Linked DNA regions of Danio rerio: region 1 is linked to region 2. The links are chromatin contacts, called in public Hi-C maps. All regions are on one chromosome and are shown on one strand. The core of a region is the stretch at or near the end of the contact, and the rest is flanking DNA. Distances in the headings are between cores, read along the strand shown.

Evidence for each region. A called contact is a pair of places that touch in the nucleus more often than the background predicts.
Region 1: a Hi-C map of hematopoietic stem cells shows a contact between it and region 2, with 1.9 times the contacts expected there. The contact joins the promoter of gmppb here to the promoter of rbbp9 in region 2. A contact is called at or near these places in 2 of 18 Hi-C or Micro-C datasets (hematopoietic stem cells and an unstated tissue).

What each region holds. Positions count from the first base shown.
Region 1 is chr22:41,289,785-41,293,923 of GRCz12tu, forward strand. It overlaps gmppb (GDP-mannose pyrophosphorylase B), which reads left to right and starts at 2,471. Exons shown (of 10, transcript NM_001003491.2): 1 at 2,471-2,641.
Region 2 is chr22:41,150,591-41,154,893 of GRCz12tu, forward strand. rbbp9 (retinoblastoma binding protein 9) reads right to left here and starts at 1,955. Exons shown (of 5, transcript NM_001042748.1): 1 at 1,634-1,955; 2 at 87-129. The coding sequence starts at 1,729. sirt7 (sirtuin 7) reads left to right here. Exons shown (of 12, transcript XR_012397996.1): 10 at 1-8; 11 at 72-192; 12 at 272-1,200. It also overlaps a transcript of arhgef3 not described here.

The DNA.
Region 1 (4,139 bases), core at 1,221-3,720, 140 kb after region 2:
GGATTGTTCACTCAAAACTGAAAACTCTTTCAGTCATTAATTACTAACAGTCCTGTCAATCCAGCATTCAGAACACACATGAGATACTGTAAAATATGAAATCGCAATTAAAGGATGAAAATTGTGAGATTAAAGCTAGACCTACAGTCCAGAGATCCGGTCCCCGCAGGTCAGGTGCGCCCGTATAAACATGCACACGGTGATGGAGGCGCACTCGACTCACACCTGGACTAGCGTATGACATGATGCGAGCAGCATAACTCATTACATGTTCTGGTTAAATCACTCTGTAAACACAACTCTCTGAGCTGTAAAGGGAAAAACACAGAAGAAACCTGCCGTTACTTTAATTTGAGCAAACACACAACTGCCATCTGCACATTAGTGTTTCAGTCAGGGCATATGAAGCTGAATAAAATGTTTAGTCTCTGCACAGTCCCACAGTAATCTACACTATAATAAAGGTTTTAATTGATTATATTCATTAATATTATTAAAATGAGGCTAATTGACGAAACGCGGAACCCGTTTGAGTGTTTGCTTTCATTTTGACATGCTAAAGCACACTTTTACAGTTGTGTAGAGAAACATCCCATAATGCAGCAGCAGTGTAGTTGAGTTAGGACAGATAATAATGCCTCTTGTGTTTAAATGATCGGCCTGCTGAGTCAAGGTTACAGTCTAAGTGGATCCTGCTCTCGCATGTGCTGCAGGCAGGCTGAATGAGGATCTTTTATAATTATGTCATTTAGGCGATACTGCTGTTTGTTCATGCAGAATTAAACACTAGAAAACATATTGCAGATCTATTTAAGAGCTAAATACAGTCAGCATATCGAGTTTGATTTGTAGCTCACGGCCCTACAAATGAAAATAACCTGGAAAAGTGATTAAAATAGGCTTCATAAATAAGTAAATGTAATGACAGGTAGGCCTTGTAGCCTGATGGTTTATGAGGGTTTATAAATGCCAACCGGACAATATCACAGAAAAACCTCACTTATGAAAGCCTGACACTTTATTGTTTTACTTTTACCATGATGAAAAGGTTATATAGCCTATTGAGTTTCTCAAAATGTAACCAATTTCACAGTAATAACTGAGTTTAGGTATTATATTTAGGTATTTTTCTGGCTGCTCTAATGCCTTCAAATAAATCTAAACACTTTTTAAATAACATTAGATTGTAACATTTAGCTTCTTCCTAACACTGATGTTGGTTAGTAATGGGCTCCGTGAAGCGTGATGTGACAAATACCAGACAATACCTAAAATACACACGTCAAAACTAAAAAGAACTGCCGGATTGTGAAGAAACATCTGAAACATTTTCAATAATCATTAAAATAATTATAATAATAAAAAACAAAAAACATAGAAAAGTGTATTAAGATGTTCCCTGATACTCGGGCAATTTGTTTCTATTGTTTGCAACTATATATATATATATATATATATATATATATATATATATATATATATATATATATATATATATATAATGACAATCTGCCAAACTCTGAACAAACATCTTCAATAAATGTGATAATAATAAACAAATATTATAAATATAAAATTGCACAAGACAAATAAAAGATCTCAATCACAGGTCTTGTGCAATTTTATATTTATAATATTTGTTTATTATTATCACATTTATTGAAGATGTTTGTTCAGAATTTGGCAAATTGTCATTATATATATATATATATATAGTTGCAAACAATAGAAACAAATTGCCCAAGTATCAGGGAACATCTTAATACACTTAAAATATTGTTAATTTAGTTTTTAAATACAGTGATTTAGACATTTGACACATTAGCTTTCTCCTCTTCCTTCATCCCTGTCAGGAGCAAGTTGTAGAGTAGTTAGAGGTTCATTCTGCTGTGGTGACCTCTGATAAATCAGGGACTGAGCTCCAGAAAAATATAGTAGACATTTGTATTTATTCTCATTGATGAAATGGTTGAGAACAGAAACGCAACCGTTTACTGAACAGGTCTTCTGGGACTCAGGGTTAGGGGATAATGTCAGGAGACAAGATGACATTAATCATCATTTGCATGATTTAATTCAGAATCGTGACTCATGTCACTCTGACAGATGTCCATCCCTCTTCCTGCGCCGCTGCTGCTGACGACTCTTCGTGTGAAATGGGTGTTGCGGCTCTTATTCACTTCCGCGCCACGTTGTTATGAAACGATTGGTCCGTGAGGCTGGCTGTGTTATTTTAACGGGGGAGGCCATACCCACAATGGCTCTTTATCCATTATTTTGTGTGCGCCTGGCGTTATAAAAAACCCTGTCGTGAAGTATCACAGCATAAACTGATTCTCAATCATGCACTTTACTTTAGGACAGTGTGGAATCAACATCACTGTAAAGCGAAGATCTGAGGACGCCTCCACATACTGGTACAGACTGTTGACCTATGACGTCACTGCTGGATCCGCCGTCCTCTGTGTGCGGAACTGAACTGAGTTTCTCGTAGAGCGCGATGGGTCTTTAAAGCTGTCTGACAGAGCACACACCGAGCAGTGAACACGGTTTATTGGTGGAAGAGAAGTTCAGAACCGACGCCTAGCTTTCTCCGTGATTCAGACGAAATAAATACAGCAGCAGGTCAATCGTTTGCTGGGTAAGTTTATTAGTGTGTCATCTGCCATAGGAGTTATTCAGCAGATCAATGAAGAATGTGATTATTATTAATGAATATTTAATTGTTGACAAATATAAATTGTGTCTAAATTACAAAGTGATGACAAAACATGTTATTTTCGCCTTCAACTGGAATGAATGAGATGAATGAAGCTCATCGGTGGAACCACCTGCTCATACTGTTCAGAACAATGCACTTCACGACACTATTGCTATTAATTTAACAAGAATTAACGCTAGTTAGTATCTGACAAATGAAATATCAGTCTTACTCTGTACAAGATGGACAAGACATGATTTTCAGGTATTACAGGTGTACTGTGTGGGCGTGTCCTAGCAGGACATACAGGTGTCACAAAGAGGTAAAGCTCCTTTCACATTCAGACATTCTCCCTCATAATATAATGTCAGAGCAGTGTTCTGTTCAAATTCTGAATAGCGAAACCACATTAGCAGCTATTGATGATCACAGTACAGCATTGATCAGTCTACTAGATAGTGTTCATGTTGTTTAAAGTCACACTGGCAGGTTAATTCAGACCAGATACTCAAAGTGCCGTGGTAAACAATATAGGGAGTGTGTCACACATTGTCACTGAATGAATGTGTGAAGATAAAACCACCTTAATAATAGTGAAATCACATTAGCAGCTATTGATGATCACAGTACAGCATTGATCAGTCTACTAGATAGTGTTCATGTTGCTTTCAAGTCACACCGGCATGCTAATACTGACCAACCATTCACAGTACCATGGTAAACAACCAACTTTACCTCAGTAGGTGTGACTCTCTTGCGTACTCTCTGTTTTTGTGACTGTGTGTTGTTATACTAAGCAGAAAGTATTTTAATGAATGTGTCGTGTCGTGTCGTGGCTGGTGAGGCACTGTCAGGTTTAAAAACATCTCCACCCGATATATTTGCCAACTGCCAGCTGTTTCATATCTCATATCAGCATTATTTCTGTACACATGACAGATATTGGGCCAAAGAAGAATGTATAGTCATTAAGTAGGCCTCCCAAAAAGCAGCCAGCTGTGTGCTCCACACACACTCCTGTGCACTGAGGGACAGATTTGTACCTTGTAGATGTTGTGTGTGTTCTGTACAGTGGGCATGAAAAGTATTCAGACCATTCACCTTGCATTTTATTTGCTCTACTGGGGCACAGCTCCCCCTAAAACAAAACAAAGAGGAAATGAATGAATGAATGTATAGCAGGTTTGTAGTCAGCCTATTAAACGAGGGCTCTTTGTTTCAGATCTTTACAGATATTTGAGGTCTAATTACTGCATTTCAGTGACATTTTAAGCACTATTTTGTGCTGGATTAGCCTCAGGATGGTTATCATCACCACACATGTTTGTCATGTTTTGTTTTTCTGTTTACAAAAATGGTTTATGCACAAGTTGTTACAGTTTTATATATAATGTAATGAGATTAGGATTTTAGAAATATATAAAAATGCATATTTGAA
Region 2 (4,303 bases), core at 705-3,204:
CTGTCAGGGTAAATATATTATGTTATGCCAGATATATATGATTTACATCTCATCTAATGTAGTCATGTCAGATTGTCTTGTACTACCAGGATCCGGCATGTTCTTCAGTGCACAAGACAGATCTGGAATCTGGAGAAAAGATAAAGTGTTTTAAATGATGTGCTTGTTGGTATAGCTGTGTTTGGTGATGAGGTAAACACAACAGTGCCTTTTATTTTGTAGTAATATGCAGTAATATTTCGAGGAATGCTAACTGGCAGTTTCTTTTCAGCTTAGTCCCTTTATTAATCCGGGGTCGCCCCAGCGGAGTGAACCACCAACTTATCCAGCACACGTTTTACACAGCAGATGCCCTTCCAGCTGCAACCCATCTCTGGGAAACACACTCATACACTACGGACAATTTAGTCAACCCAGTTCCCCTATAGCACATGTGTTTGGACTGTGGGGAAACCGGAGCACCCGGAGGAAACTGATGTGAACCCGGGGACAGCATGCAAACTCCACATAGAAACACCTACTGACCCAACCGAGGCGCAAACCAGCAACCTTCTTGTTGCCTTGAGGCCACAGCACTACCTACTGCACCACTGCATCGCCCCAATTCAGATTTATTTAATCAATTTTTTACATCAGATCAGGATCTTAGTGAGTACTTCACTATATGTGATGGTTACATTTAGGATAGGGAATGTTTATTTCCAGAACCTTTACAGTCATTTTTACCTGGCTTTGGAACAATTTTCCCAAACCCATAAATCGTAGGAAGTCTTTTGAGGAATATTAGTACATTTTACATTCATATATCTTCTGAATTGCCAGCTACATGCATTTATATGTACTTCATTTATAGCAGGGGTGTCAAACTCAATTCCTGGAGGGCCGCAGCCCTGCACAGTTTAGTTCCAACCCTGCTCCAACACACTTACCTGTAGGTTTCAAACAAGCCTGAAGGACTCAATTAGTTTGATCAGGTGTGTTTAATTAGGGTTGGAACTAAACTGGCCAGACTTGCGGCCCTCCAGGAACTGAGTTTGACACCTGTGCTTTAAAGGATGTGATAAATTTACAAGATCTCACTCTGTATTCGTATTGTTAGATGAGTAACCGCATCAGTGCGAGTTGAGACAGCTGTTTATTCCTGTTTATAGTTTTATGTTCAATCAATCAATAAAAACATGCAGCACTTGTGTTATTTTACATTTTGCAAAGTTTCAATAAACTGATCGATTTTTAAATATGATCAGGCTTCAGATGAACTGGGTCAGGTCAGGTGGAAACTGTCTGTGTAGATGTTATAATAGAGGACACAGAGGTAGAGTTGGTTTATATTCGCACATTGGCTCATTTAGCAGTCTCTATATTGTTTATCATGCTACTGTGAATATTCGATCAGTGTTAGCACGCAATGATGACTTCAACACAACATCAACACTGTTTATTTGACTGTCATCAATGCTGTACTTTAATAATCAATAGCTGCTAATATGATTTCACTATTTAGAGTTTGCCAATAATACTTTTATGAAATTGTATTATTAAGGAGAAAGTCTGAATGTGCGAATAAAAGCTTCACCTCGTTATAGATGACACGTGTCTGTGTTATTGCATTCTCTCGGTGACCTGACCGTACCTCATTTATTCGTTTGTTGGCCCATCCGTACCAGTTGCTACGCTCAACATCTCCTGCGCCGTTCCCAGGCACAATCACAACTCTCTTCAGAGGCATTTTAACAGAAAAATCCAGCTCCTTACTCAAAAACTCATACACGGAAACACCCCAGACGGCATGTGGAGCGATATTCCGCAGCGCAGCGCCTCCTGGAGGTCAGTCCGCCATCTTGCTCTGAGTTTTAACTTCTCCGACTTTTTGTCAACTGCAAACTACGAGCTGAAGTTATTTTAAATAAGGCGTTTACATTGAACAGACAGCATCCGGGTCTGCTTTATACATTAATCATCGTTAAATGCGAGGTCAGATGGGGAAATGGCTGAACACGTGATCTCTCGCTTTTTTTTTTTTTTGTAAAATATTTTCACAATTGCTAATAAAATTCATAACTTTACTGCATCTTATGAAAAGAATGCATTTAATAAAAGGTCTGATATACCTTTAGATAATATCAGCAACATAAATCCTGTGACGCTGTAAGCATCTGTATTGGCATTTTCATGCATGAATATTGAGCGGGGATTTTCCATGTGAGCTGCTGTGGGTTTCAGTAGGACAGGACTGCACTCACCCACTGCCGCCCCGGGTGATCTGTCATCGGCAAACCTCTCCCATCCGACCGAGAGGAGGAGTGTGTCGTGTCACAACACTGCGAGCGGCTCATAGGAGAGCTCTGCTTATTGTTTGTGTCTGTTTAAACCCATTCTCTAAATGATTTCAGGACTAATGTATCTATGAAACTGCTGCATATTACTGATCGATGACCAATGGTGGATCTCTGCTGTCTGGATATCAACAGTTTCAATGAGTGCTGGAGGAGATGAAGCATCAGGGTGAGTACTGTTACTGTTTATTTCCATATGAAGCGAATATACAGTGCTCAACATGTGAAGTCAATCAGAACAAGTTCTTCAAATGGGTGTTGAATAGTTCTCTCCACTTTATTTTGGTCCACTTCAACTGTTGGCTGTTTAAGCATGATCATCATGTCAACATGAAGAGCCTCAAAACCTTAGTGTCCTCTAATTAGAAGAGCTGGTCAGTGTTTATCCAGTCAACAAAAGACGCTCTTACATTCCCATTTAATCCAACATTTGGGATTTTTTAATGTCTTCAACATTACATAAATTATTTTTGTCTTTGAAAATCTGAATAAAACCATTACAGACCATCAGATTTTACCCTCAAACCCACATGATTTACTGATTTCTATATTGTGTTTGGGACACATTTCTTCAGGACTCATTGGTTTTTAACATGCCACCATTAAGAAGGGAAAATTAGTGACTATTTGAGATCTAAATGATCATTTCAGTGTCCATTAAAGCAGTACTGTACTGAACAAAAGCTGCATTGCTTTACTCAATGTTTAAAGTTAAGTTTTGCTTGTAAACTCTTTACATCGGCTGAATTTAAACAAACAAATCACATGTAGTAATCTTCAACCTAATTTGTTTAAATTCAGCTTAGGGCGACGCGATGGGTTGCACAATCCCCCTCACAGCAAGAAGGTTGCTGGTTCGAGTCTCAGCTAGGTCAGTTTGTGGAGTTTGCATGTTCTCCCCGTGTTGGTGTGGGTTTCCTTCGGGTGCTCCGGTTTCCCCCACAGTCCAAACACATGCACTATAGGGGAACTGATCAACTACACTGGCCGTAGTGTATAAGTGTGTGTATGGGGGTTTCCCACTGATGGGTTGCAGTTGGAAGGGCATCCACTATGTAAAACATACTAGATAAGTTGGCGGTTCATTCCACTGTGGCCCCAGATTAATAAAGGGAGTAAAAAGAAAATGAATTAATAAAATTCAGCTTATAGAATTTGCAATGAACTTTTTTTCGCTGGTCTATATTGTTGTTGTTGTTGTTGTTGGTTATTGTCAATGTTAGTGAAAACTGGAAGCATTGTATTGTATAATTATGGGAACATTATTTTAAATGTGCTTTCAATGGTGTAAAGATCGCATATAGTAAAGTTCAGATACGTTTGAAGAACTTGTAAATAAAATGAAACACTTTTGAATGGAAATGAACTGTTTAGAGAACATTTTACAATGCAATAATACAGATCACACCATTTAATCTTAATATGTACTATGCACACACTTGATACATCTTCATAGAGCTGAGGTCAGAATTATTCACCCCCTGCTTATTTTATTCCTCAATTTCTGTGTAACGGAGAGCAGATTTCTCCAGCACATGTCTAATCATAACAGTGTTAATAACTTATCTCTAATAACTGATTTATTTCCTCTTTGTCATGATGACAGTAAATAATATTAGACTAGATATTCTTCAAGACACTTCTATACAGCTTAAAGTGACATGTAAAGGCTTCACTAGGGTAATTAGGGTAACTAGGCAGGTTAGGGTAATTAGGCAAGTTATTGTATAACGATGGTTTGTTCTGTAGACTATCCAAAACAAATATAGCTTAAAGGGGCGAATAATATTGAGCTTAAACTATTAAAAACTGCTTTTATTCTAGCCCAAATAAAACAAATGTGCATGTGGCATTAAGTGTAGAGCTGGTTCTCTTGTGTTGTTGAGTGCTGGAGGTCTGCTCTGCTCTGCTCATTTCTGGCTCCTGCTCTTGTTTTCAGTGTATAGCAGTAGTTGGTTTGAGTTGTG